Linked DNA regions of Anas platyrhynchos: all the other regions are linked to region 3. A link is a contact called in public Hi-C data. All regions are on one chromosome and are shown on one strand. The core of a region is the stretch at or near the end of the contact, and the rest is flanking DNA. Distances in the headings are between cores, read along the strand shown. Region 1 has its middle 16 kb from the start of CCN3. Region 2 has its middle 52 kb from the start of SAMD12. Region 3 overlaps COLEC10 (collectin subfamily member 10).

Region 1 (4,229 bases), core at 194-2,693, 100 kb after region 3:
CCTGGAAAGAACTGATACGTTGTCGACTTAATTCACATTTGTTCAGCATTTGAAAGTCTCCTTCTAAAAGGACTCAATTCAAATGCAAGTGCTGAGCTTTACCCAGTTTTTCAACATTTCCAAATGTTTTCCATATTGACCACGAGGGGGAGGCAGTTGAAAAACTATTACACACACTACTTAGAACTCTGTTTTTAGTGAAAAAAGGGACATCTGCAAAAAGAGTGTAGGCAATTTGTCTTCAAGCTTGGAGGAAATATTAATCTTTTCACAGTTGTTATCGACTCATATCCTTTTAAGATTTCTTGTTTAATGTTAATAATTGCAGTTAGGATGAAAGTCAACATTTTCCAGAGGAAGGAAATCTGCTAAATGAAACAATGCTCTTGCTTCTGTATAACGAGTGAAATAACAAAAACAGTTCCTCCAAAATTTAAATCAACCAAAAAACCTTTACTGCATGCTTAACATGAAGTAGATCAAAGGAAAAATCTTTCTAAATTTCAGTTGTGTTTTGATGCACATTGAACCCCAAAATATATACTCGTACTAAAAAAATATTCTTTGTTATAGAATGTTCAACACACTCCAGAACTTTTTTCCCAACACGATTATTTCTCTTTTGTATGTCTGAAAGAATTTTTTTAAGACATGACTACCACATCATGAAAAATGTCAGAGCAGTAACTAAGGTTGCCAAAAACCTTCCATTGCCCACAGCACTAGCAAACAAGAGAGAAAAGGCCCAGTGAAACAGAGGGTTCAACTGCCTTCCCCATGGTCATCAGCAGATCAGTGGCAGAGTCAAGAATACAAAGTACTAGCAAGATATCTCTTGGAAGTCATCTATTTTTTTAAGTGATGAAAATAAAAGGAGGTTTCTCTCTTAGTCTACCTCTCCAGTGACTGTGCTTCAAGAAGCCCTGGAGCACTCAAAGTTCAAGGTCAATGTGGATGCGGAGCTATGAAAAGCAGCTAGGGAACCCTTGGGAATACTAATTATGAGCATATGAGAAACAGTCTTCTCCCCTCTGTGAGACACCAGTTTGTCAAAGATTGTCATTCAATAGCAAGCCTGCAGAATAGGCCACCTTTGAAAGCTATAATGAATAACCTCGAAAGAAACCTTTATAAAATCTTAAACATGCACAAGATACTAGCCAAGGGCTTAATAAAACACACAAGCCCCACATGCAAAAAAAAACAGACAAAACAAACAGAAACCTATGGCAACTCCAAACATAACAAGATGGACCTCATAAGGAGGAATTAACAGTAAATCTCTCAATAACTTGCCTTTCGTGGCCAGAGGTCTGCTATCTCCCCAGGGTATGGAGCACAGAGAAACCAAATTAAACTGTGGTTATCTGAAGTCTCTGGTGAGATTCACTTCGTCCCACGTCAGAGTTCAGTGGGTAGCTCCAGCCCAGGACTGGGAGTCAGAAAGTCTGCGTTCGGTTCCCAGTTCTGCCACAGGCTTGCTGTGTAGCACTGGTTGACTTACTCAGCCTTTGTTTGCCTCAGTTTCCATGGCTTAAAAAAAAAGTGAGGGATTGCAACAGGGCTGCAATGCAGGACGATGCTGCAGAGCCAAGAGCAGGGCTGCTTGCACAGCCACCAGGTCATGGGGGGTAACCACTGTCCAATGTGGGAGCTTCTAGATGTTCACCGTCACACATTTTTGAGTTCTTGAGATTCCTGGCAGGGAAGAATGGCTTACAGATCATCCCCACTCTACAGCTAGCAGATGAAGTGACCGCTGGAAGATGTGGCACTTCTTAAGTGCAGGAGGTTCACATGCCTGTGTGCTGAGCAGTGTGGTGAAGGGAGGCCGCAGCACCCTGTCCCTGAAGCTCAGGGCTGTACTGCACAGCGCGGTGCTAACAGTGCCAGGCCAAGTGGGCTGTGCTCCCTCAGTACCCCACAGAGCTGCCTGCCCATGTTTGCCACCTATTAGCGACCCTGAGCTGCTCAAGCCACAGCTGTAGTAGCAGCCTGCTGAGCCACGGGGAACTAGAACAATATCGTATGGCAGCTGGGAAGGGGAACAACCGTGCAACCTTTGTAACGTGCTACCACTGGAAAGGTATCTTCACCCCTGCAGTTATGTGACGCCGCATGCAGCACAGCCAACACCAGCCAATGTACATTTTATGCCCCCTGCGATCCGTGCAGTTTGCAGATGGTGTCTTGTGGCCTGGGGTAAACTCAATTTCATAGAAAAGAACTCCTGGAAGAAATTCTTAGACCTTAGTGCAAGCCTATTAATGTCACTTGGCAGGGTCTTGTGCCATTAGGCACCGTAGCTTCCCGTATTTCCATGAAATGAAAATCCCTCACCCAGCCGGATTTCGGATGGAGAGGTTCATGTAACCACACAGAAAGGAATGTGCAGGAAGCCTGTGGGGAAGGGAAAGCTTCAGCCAAGGGCAGAGGGCATGCAGATGGCACGTAAGAACAAGGGACAACAGTGAGCTAGAGCCTGGCACAACACAGGGACTTATCCTGATTGAACTTTACTTCAAAGCACATTGTGGAAAGTCAACAGAGCCTCTCTAATGCACAGGAGATCAGGGAACCAGCCTGAAAAAATGATTGGCACGAAAGGAAACACCTATAGTAAAAATGAAATCAATTTAATAAATAATAATAATAAACAATAGCATTTCATATTCAAGCCTTCCCAAACTAGGAATGCCACAGATAATGCTGTATGGGTGAGATGTAATCCAGACAGGCTCCCTAATCATTCTCACTTCTTATATGCTTTGAGCTGAATCTTGATGTTACAATCTCCATGGGAGAAAGCAACCAGGAACTTGCATTGTACCTGCAAACTGTGGTCAAAACAACTACTGTGAACCCCAAGAAACCCTCTTGGAGGATATTGGCTGCACTGGGTATAACAGAGGTGATCCAAAATAGCAACTGGTGGAGGCTGTATGGCAACAAGCCAAGATGACAGGGGCCAAGGCAGTAGGAATTGGTTTTCCCTTGCAGACAGACAGCAAAGCAAGCTATATCCAATCCACGTTATCTCCAAATCCAAACCAATCCACATTATCTCTGAAATAAGGCCAGATCAGCCACACGGAAGATGGAATGGCTGTAGTGGAGATGTGCTTCTTGACTATAGACCAAGTACAAGAGAGGTCAGTGGACACCACAGCCACTTTGAGTGATCATAGGAAAAGGTGGAGCTCTACTAACTCCCAGTTTTATAACTCCAAGGTCTTCACTTCCTACAAAAATCCAGCAGAGTGGAGTTAAAGGAAGTTAACAGCTAGCTCATTTGCAAGGTTCTCCTCATTATCATCAATACAGGACCTGTACATGGATCCTACCTGCCATCAGGTCTGTCAATTCAAAGCACATCTACTTTCTACAACTTCAGGATATGTATTCTCTTACACAAGTATGAAGTTAAGACTTGAATTTGTGCCTCTGGACAAACGAATCACATAAAACAACCTCAGACAGTTTCACTGCATTTAGATAAAGAACATTACTTGCTATGATTGACAGTCATTAACATAGGCAGCGTATGGAGTGCAATCTGTCAGCTTGTACTGTGGGGAGCGCTTTCTTTTACTTGTAACTTCAGCCACATCTTAGCCCTTATGTTCCTGCATAGCCTCTTTTTACCCTCTTGCCTTTTCTTTTATTTGGCATGAGCTATTCTTGGGGCCTGTCTGGGGCCTCTACCTTTACATGGTCGTTTTAAGATGCCTCTGTGTTTCAGATGAAGACGTTGTCTATATTTCATTTCTAGGAATAGAATAGGACAAGAATAGGAGCCTGGGAAGCTAGAAACAATGGAAATATATTAATAAAATATCTCGGTTGTCACAGTAGAAAGGATTCCAAGGACCATGGAAATCTTCACAAACTGCCCTGTAAGCATCGAGGGGATGCTCCACATAAATTACTTTGGCAGCTGAGCCACAAGTGGTGAGGACCAGTCCTCCAGCCTTCAGGGCTCTCTCTGTTGTGTGTCATTTGCAGGTCTGTTTTCCACTGTGTGATTTCATGTTTTTGAAGTTGTCTGATATTCACATCCAGAAAATCACCACAAGAAATTGTATCAAGATGTGTTTTAATACACTGTTTTTCCAGGCGGTCCTTCTATCCACCTCCCAAGTCATACTGCGTGCACAAATAAGAAATAGTGTTGTGAAATAACCTTCTACATCATGTAGCCAAGGTCCAGCATCTAAGACTGTGCCGTT
Region 2 (4,088 bases), core at 929-3,428, 110 kb before region 3:
TTCTCTGCCTAGATAACAGGAGTTATTGGCAGACCTAACCAAAAAAAATGGCCAAAGAGACAGATGCAATTCATTTCCCTTGAAATGTGGATGTGAATGTTATCAAAGTCTTTTTTCCCATTTTCAAATATACTCTCTTTCTAATTTTAATATTTTTTTTTTGCTATTTGGTTATTGTACTTTGTTGGTTCCAGGGAAAACAGAGTCCTGGAGAGGTGCTAAGGGAAGAGCTTTTGAAACCACATCCCTAACTCAGGACTCAGACAAATCAATGACTTGTCATGGGTTAAGGAAATCCTGAATGAATTCCCAATGGTTTAAAAGCACATGTGCAAACTGTTGTGCACATCTTCTACTGAGGTTTAAGTTGAAGTGCTTTGTCTTATATTGGCTATGAGCTAAGGGCATTCACACAGCTAGTCATCAAAGCTCATATGCTGTAAATTGTTAGACCGCTGCTGTGTCTCAGCACTCAGCTTCTGACAATTAGGAGAGAAAATATGCTCATGTCTACCTGAAATGTACACATATTGACTTCACATATTACCACCACAAATCTCATAAAGTAGCTGTCATTGGGAATTACAATCAAATGGGGTGTTTCTTGTAGTAAAAGTAATGCTTGTAAGGCAAAAAAAAGATCGTTTCTTAAGCCACACCTTTCAAATCAATTGACTTTTATTAAAATCAAGGGAAAGTGATATGTCACGAAGAAGAAATGTAGACAATGGTTGCAGAAAAACAGCAAGACTGCTGAAAAGCAAGAAAAGAGACAAGTGTAGGCTTTCATTATGATTATTCGACATACCAATGGGGTCATACATATGTCAACATGAGAGTCATGGGTCTTGGGTTTTTCTCTGTTTGTAGCCTTCCTGATCAGACTGAAACTTGAATACCCATACAGATCAACTCTTCACATTTCAGAATGGATGCTGAAAAATTAGAGAAGATATTGGAAGGAATAAAAAATTGCCAAAGTCAGAGATATATTCCTTACACTGACAACCGTAATGGGCTCAAGCGGTTTAGCTAATCAAAAAGTAGACTGGAAAAATATGTTTGAGTTTCTACCAACTACTATAAAAAAAAAAAAAAAAAAGAAAGAAAAAAGTCAGAACTAAGGCAGAACTGCAGATAAAGGCAGACATATGCAAATTAGAAATCAGTAATAAAATTTTAACTGGAAGGGCAATTAGTCTTTGGAACAACTTGCCAAGGAAAGTTATGGATTATTCACCTCAATCTTTCTTGAAGGACTTCTTTTTCCCAGTGAACTCAGTATGAGGATAATGGTAAAATCCATCAGAAAATAGTCTGAATCTTTTTCTGCTGAAACTTTATGAATGTGTGATGGAGAGAAGCTGAAAGTGCGAGCCAAAGATGAGCATTTGCAGCTAAGCAGGTCACACCAGGCCACTGGCAGTGGAATGGTGATGTTATTTCTCCAGCAGTTTTCCAATGCGAACAAACAGCTGAGATTATCTCATACTGCTCCATCCCCTCCAATGATCCACACTTGCCTTGGCCAGCCTCTTGGGTCCCAGATGCTGGTTGCTGTTAAGAGGGAATATGTATAACCCACTGAGTCAGCTTTGTAGGGCTAGCGAGAGACTGCATATCACAATCCAGGGATTGCCGAATGACTGCTTTGGGACAATAAACTGCTGAAGAGGAGATTTAGGCTTTTGGAAAAACTTAGCTTCTTGCCAAAAATGATAAACCCAACAGAAAGAGCAAGGGATGCTTTATGTGGGGACAGGCAAACTTCAGCGTCCACTACAGGTATTTTGCTCAAATCTGAATTACTGGTGCTTAAGATGCTGCAGGTTTGCAGGCAGAGCTCTGCAATCAGCTTGAAGCCACCTGAAACCATGAACAGGATAAATGCCAGGCACGCCAGTGGGTGGGAAGGGAACACTGAGCTAGGCCAGAGGGCACTGCCAGGGGAACCAGGGCAGCCCTCACAGCAGAGGACACCACTGGCCCTTGTGAGAATTGCTCAGCAGCCCCTCGCCTGCTCCTGCAGGGCCTGGAGCCACCGTGTCAGATGCCTGGGTGTAGCTGAAGCTACAGGAGATGTGGGGCGATGGCAGGGCCAGGCGAGGGGCGATGGCGGGCGAGCTGGGCGCTGTGCAGCGCTGTGCAGGGTTCCCAGGCCCAGCAGATGGCACTCACATTGCACGATCCCGCCGCCCGCCGTCCTGCGCCATGGGACAAATCCCACAGAAATCCCCATCGCCCTGCCTGGCCCTGGCCAGCAAAGCACCCTGGTCTCCGCTGGGACTGCGAGCGAGCCAGCCTGTCCTTCAGTCCTTTTCATCCCCCTGTGCAGAGAACCACGGCTGTTTGCAGCTTTACCTGGGTTATCGACTCTCTTGCAGGCATCCCGGCTCTTGCAGCAGCTGCTGAAATATCGGTCTCTGCACTCAGAAATATCAGTCTCTGCACTCAGAGCCCCACAGGACAGCCTGAGCTACACCCACGGCTGCAACACCCGGGTGTAGGTATGGCCAACCTGGCTGGAAAGGCTCCAGGATGGTTGTCTGAAGGGAGGACCCCCCCCCATCTTGGTTGAAAATGTTGTTTTTTCACTGGCTGTTTTGCAGTTTTCCTTCTGGGAATAGGGAACACACCTTCAGGGCTTTGGACACCCCACCTACCTTCACAAAAGGTGTGCCCAGGGCTTCAGCCACCTTCCATGCTGCAGAGGAGGAGGCTGAAGAGCAACACTAGGGGTGGTGGAGTGTTTCAGGCTTCAAAAGCAAGCTGATAAAGTCACTTCTATCCCACATCAACAAAAAACATTCTTCAATTACAGCTATCTTTAGCTTTATTTTACCTTCAACCAATCCCTCGTGGGACAAAGAAACAGGGTCCTCAGAAGATAATAATCTTCCCATGCAGGTAACAGTGAAGCAGGCAGTCTGTGTTTTCTCCTTTTTGTGGCAGCAAAAGTGTAGAAGGAAAGGGGTATAAGGGTCCTGAAGTCACACAGTCCCCTATGAGCACAGGGGCAGGCATAAATGACAATCCCAACAGTTAGGGTAACCTCTTGGGTGCTTACTTTCCAGTCTGTGCCCCATCTACCTATTGGCCTTTTCTCACCGCTAAATGACATCTGCCCAGGTGTCCACAGTATGGCCAATTAGTTTCATTTCTATGCATCCATGCTTTTTTTTCTTTCTTTTTTTTTTTTTTTTTAATTCCAACCTGATGCTTCTGCAAGCATCTGCAACACTACCTCATTATCCTCTGATCAGTTCCCATTTCCCCCAAATGGAGTTCCTCCAAAGAACTATAAAAGGTGTGGCAATACCTAGATTGATGGTTCCTTGAGATGAGTTGCCAGTCACACTGTCCAGTGTTTTCTTTTTGTTTCCTTGCACTCCCCATCTGTCTGGACCCATCTGTTTTCTGTTGTCTGAAATTTGAGTAATAAGTTCTTTGGGACAACAATATTTTAGACATATCCTTATCCCATGTTCTTAGACTTGGAGTTGTGGTCCCTGAGCAGCATTTTTGGGGCTACAGTAATAAAAATGGTTGTTATTAATACTATGCTACTCCATAGTGTAAGTTTGCCTGATGCTTCTAATTATAAATCCCTATTCTAGTTATTTATAACTTTGTAAAATTTTATGCTGGGTGTCTGCCGCTGCTTAAATTTTTTTTGGAAAGTTTCAGCAAAAATGGTTATGCTATTTCCCAGAAAAAAGATTATGAAAAAAAGACATTGTTTTGCCAATGTTAATGAATTGGTTGTAAGAATTCTTTTTTGGAAATGCTAGCTTCTCCATGCTTTGACTTGAAGGTTGGCAGGCTGAAGGCATCCTGGTGCCAGACACATAAGCATTTGCCCATATTTGGGTGGGTTTTAAGCCCTATTCATTATTAGTATGGTAGACTTTGGCAGATAAATTATTCAAAATTCCTGTCTGTCCTGAGCATGTGCTACCTTTTGCATGCCAAATGCATTATCTTGAGCTTTCTGCAGCCTTACCAACCAAGGGTTTAATTGCTGATGCTTTTAAAAGTAGCATCAAGCTGGCACATGACTTGCATCCTAGCCTACACACTGCCAGATC
Region 3 (4,205 bases), core at 1,330-3,829:
CAGCAGAACCACAGAACATGAAGAGCTAGAAAATACTCTGGAAGGACACAATCTCATAGGAACAGGAGAAAGACAGCAGACATCCTGTAAGTCTTTTGCACTTTCAGTTGCTATGATGAAAGTCTGCCTGAGTTAAACTGTTCAGCATTTAGAAATGAATAGGGGTTTCAGCCTGACCCCTGGTGGTTATTTGCGATCCAAACCGGATCACAAACCCCTCCATCTATCTGCTGCTTTTCCTTTCCTGATGCAAGAAAATGAATGTTGAGGTCTATTTTTAAAGAATTATGCAAAGAAATTTTGCAAATTTTCACAAATGTAAAAGAGAAAAGCAAAAGCTGGCCCTCCTCTCCCAGTTTCCCTTTCTATGCAATGCTCAGGTCACTTCTCAAAAAGAGGGGAATTTTTTAATGAACCCTGGTGCAATGGCTGTCTTGTCCTGGCTCCTTGAGAAAGCTTTTTAGGTACATGGCAAATTGTCTTGTATAGAAGTTAAAAATAGAAATCTGAGAAGCATTTTCTGTGACCCTTATTGAAATACTGAAAAAGAAGCAAATTCATGCTTTGGACCCATATATGTGTCCAGCATTTGTAACTAGTGATTTTTGGTGTTTGACATGAGACATTTAAGAAGAAATTGGATTTAGCTGGGCTGATTTGGTGAAGTACTTCTGAAAATTTAGTTTAGGTAATGCTTATCCACAGCTGGCTAACTAGGACAGTAAAAACCAAATTCTGTACTCCATTAACTTCTTGGGTACAAACAGAACCAGATCTAGCATAAATAATGCAATGAATTTCCCAGGGTAGCCAAGTGTTTTGACTAGAAACATTAGTTATGGCCCCATTGCGTACTTTCAACCCTTCCAAGCCTGGAAATAGGCTGGGGGATGCTGATCCCGAGAGAGGAACCAGAAACTATGGGAAGGCAGCAGCAAACACTGTGAGAGGAAAAGCACCAGCTGTCAATCCATGCTCCAGCCTGAGTAAATCAATAAGCAACAACATGAGGGCAGAAATAAACTGAGAGCCCAAAACTTTGATGACTAAACTCCTAACAAAAGCTTGAGCAGGGGGAGAAGAATAAGGCTGGCATTGCAGAAGTGCAGAGCAAGGCTCGAGCTGATTTCACATGAATTTGGGGGAGTGTCTGAGCATTGACTCCAGATTTTGCTGTCTTGCTATCTTGCTATCAGGTCCCAGATCACTTCCTTTGAAATCCAGACACAGGAACTTCAAAGGCCTTGAATCAGGCCCAGGTTGAGAAACTGGAATGAGATGAAATCTGAAGAGTATTGGGAGTTTCCCATAGCAATTCAGATGGAAAGCATTTCCTTACTATTATTGCTGACAAATGATGTTTATAAACTCTATGACTTTGGCTGGCTCCTCAAAATAGCATTTACTGTGGTCTCCAGTATAGCTGTCCATCTCTCAGCTTTAATTGCGCTTACGCAATTCCACTCCTGGAAAATCTAAAACTCTCTCAGAAACCAGATATGCTGCTATCCACATTTTCTTCCGAAAATATAAAGTGCCTTACCACATCCTATAGACTGTTCAAACCTACAACTAAGCTTCCCTCTTAGCACCTCACATTTGATCTGAAGAGCCCTTTATAATCAACACATAATTCTATTTTGTCATGAATTTTAGCCTTCATGTATTTTAGCACATGTTAAGTTTCTGATGTTTATCAGCCTGAGTTATAAAGCATATATGTGGGCACTTAAATACAAATTCAGAAGATATCAGGTCTGTATTTCTTATTCATGTTGGTTTGATTCCTCACCCAAATCACCGTAACCCATGGGTCTTTGAGATCACATCATAATGGCAAGGGATCAGGTGGAGAAGCTTAAATTGGGACAGATCAAGTGAAAGATGAATCAGAAACAATTTAAATTATTTCTGTGTTATTAAAGACACAATATATGTCCCATCTGTGCACAAAGGCCCACACTTCCAAGTAATCCAGATAAGCGGAGCTTCACAGAACCAAGTGAGGGTCTGAGTGTGGCTCATGCAATGCAGTAGAAGTGGGTATTTCTAGTGAAGACAATATCTCCTTATAAGTGGAAAGCAGAAAAGTGAGCAGATAATCCAATTTATTCCTGAAGATTCTTTCCATTTCACCCGGGAAGGTGACTGGGGCCCTGCTGTCTAACTTGGAGCTGGGTAAAGAAAAGAGTAACCAAGAAATTGTGAGCAAAACACTTCTATTCTCATAATGCAACCTGTGGAGCCTTGCATGTTCCCTGCAGGGCACTTGGAAGAGAGGCTATGGGTGAAGTTACACACTACAGCTGGACTGATCTGTTGGTTTTTTTTCTCCAAAAGGGGAGGCCCAATATCTTTTTCTTCCACCATTCAGACTGCATGATCTTACCTTCACCTTGCACTGGCTCGGCTGTATATTCATCAGAGTCCTCCAGCTTATTAAAAATGTGCACTTTTATTTGCCTTACTGGTATTTCCCTCTTCATTCCAATAATTCATTAAACACAGGGTCAGAAGAGTGCTCAAAATCACCCAAATTGGGACAGAAGTACACAAGTCAGTGCTGAGGTCAGACAGGAGGAGGAAAGACAGGGAAGGGCACATCACGTCAGATCGATTCCAGCCAGATTATATCATTTTACTCCAGGGCAGGACAAGAAATCATGTCCTCACTAATCGCATGCAGCTTGGAAACAAGAACCCCCTCAGCTACGGGAAATTTGCTAAGTGTCTAAAAGACAACGAAAGTGAAATTAGAGGAAATCTTCAGTCTTTCCATTGACGTAACTGTGACATGCTTGTACAATGGAAAGACAAACTGTTTTGGTGTTGGTTATTTATTTATTTATTTGTTTCTTGGAGTCTGCGACTCCCTCTGGTGACCAAACTTCTCAACAGAGAGAGTACGCATCCAAGTGCTGCAAAGGCTCAGAGTCAGTAGGCTGCAGACTGTACATGGTGTGTCCTTTTTTCTGTTCAGACTATCTGATGTAGGAGGAGAACTGTGCTTTAGCCCACCAAAGGCAGAGCTTCTATCAGCTGAAATGGGGGGCATGCCCAGGGATCGTGGAGGAAGGTACCCGGGGCTGTGAAGCATGCTGAGCCTGCAGGCTAAGGGAGCTGAACCTGGGACTGTTGGGAGGGCTCTACTGAGAATAGGCTTTGTCCTTCTTTTTCTTCAGAGGAAGCATTTAATTGATTCACTGTAAAGGAGAGGCTTAAGAAACATTAACATTTATGGAGTATTTTTGGTCAGGAGACAGGAATTGCAGCTGACCTGAGGCCATGGCTTGTCAGAACACCTGGAGAGATGTCTCAGTAAAACCCTGTGTGGAGCCAGGGTGTCTCATCAGAGCTGTGAGTGAAGAGGCTGGTTACTAAGTGTTCCTGGAGAAAAACATGCCTAAACCCTGTTAGAAGACCCCTCCCAGCTTTAGACCCCACACAGCCTGCAGATCTGCTCTCGCCCAGATTAGGGCTGCATCTCCAGATAAGCGTGGCCTCTGCAATCCCTGGGGATTACAGTGTGATTCTCCAAGATCCGGGGTCAGCCCCCGATCGTGAGGCTTGGGGAGCCACTAAACATATGTGAACAATTTAACCTGAAAACTTCCTCCGCTCATGAATACAAACCAGATAAACTGCCAACAAAAGGCTGAGGAAGGAAATATAAATCACCCGAAGGTCAGTAAATTCTTGCTAATTGCATTCTTACCAAATGTAACCTCTCAACATTGCATTGTTCAGTGAAACTTCTAAAGAGGCAGAGATCCTTTCAACTGCCTAAAAATCCTGCTGATTATTAGACCTTCAGCATTTCCCTGAGCTTGTTTATAGGAGAAGAAAGGACTGGGCTTTCTCTCGCTCAATTACAGTTACAGTTTTCTAATGGCTGCAGAAGCCATTTACTGCTTATCATTTCCTCTTTTGTTCTGTCTTGCACAGTCCCAAGCTGGAAGAGTCTAGCATCTTATTGTTTCATGTATTAACTTAAATATTCTGATAATTTAAATCTGTCACACAGAAGAAGTGAATCAGCTTGCAGGAATATGAACAGGTAGAGAAATGGCTATGCTTCAGCTACTGGCTCCCAGTGCTTCATCCACAACCATATCAGGCATATGAGGTCAGGATCAGATTTTATTTATTTCTGTAAGACAATTCATGTAGCATAAAGCACAGTGGTACAAAAATTCAAAAACTCA

Evidence for each region. A called contact is a pair of places that touch in the nucleus more often than the background predicts.
Region 1: a contact with region 3 is called in a Hi-C map of skeletal muscle, with 8 times the contacts expected there. The contact joins two enhancer-like sites. A contact is called at or near these places in 3 of 8 Hi-C or Micro-C datasets (liver, skeletal muscle and subcutaneous adipose tissue).
Region 2: a Hi-C map of subcutaneous adipose tissue shows a contact between it and region 3, with 2.7 times the contacts expected there. The contact joins two enhancer-like sites. A contact is called at or near these places in 5 of 8 Hi-C or Micro-C datasets (F1 follicle, liver, skeletal muscle and 2 more).

The regions. Positions count from the first base shown.
Region 1 is chr2:13,632,350-13,636,578 of IASCAAS_PekinDuck_T2T, reverse strand. No RefSeq gene overlaps it. Among named protein-coding and RNA genes, the nearest start is that of CCN3, 16 kb to the left of the region's middle. Within about 2 kb of position 1,443, at least 2 of the 8 cell types and tissues checked have an H3K27ac peak or open chromatin away from gene starts, as enhancers often do.
Region 2 is chr2:13,849,146-13,853,233 of IASCAAS_PekinDuck_T2T, reverse strand. No RefSeq gene overlaps it. Among named protein-coding and RNA genes, the nearest start is that of SAMD12, 52 kb to the left of the region's middle. Within about 2 kb of position 2,178, at least 2 of the 8 cell types and tissues checked have an H3K27ac peak or open chromatin away from gene starts, as enhancers often do. A contact at or near this core is called in subcutaneous adipose tissue, where this site is marked.
Region 3 is chr2:13,737,120-13,741,324 of IASCAAS_PekinDuck_T2T, reverse strand. The region is part of intron 1 of COLEC10 (collectin subfamily member 10); the gene reads left to right. Among named protein-coding and RNA genes, the nearest start is that of COLEC10, 5.3 kb to the left of the region's middle. Within about 2 kb of position 2,579, at least 1 of the 8 cell types and tissues checked has an H3K27ac peak or open chromatin away from gene starts, as enhancers often do. A contact at or near this core is called in subcutaneous adipose tissue, where this site is marked.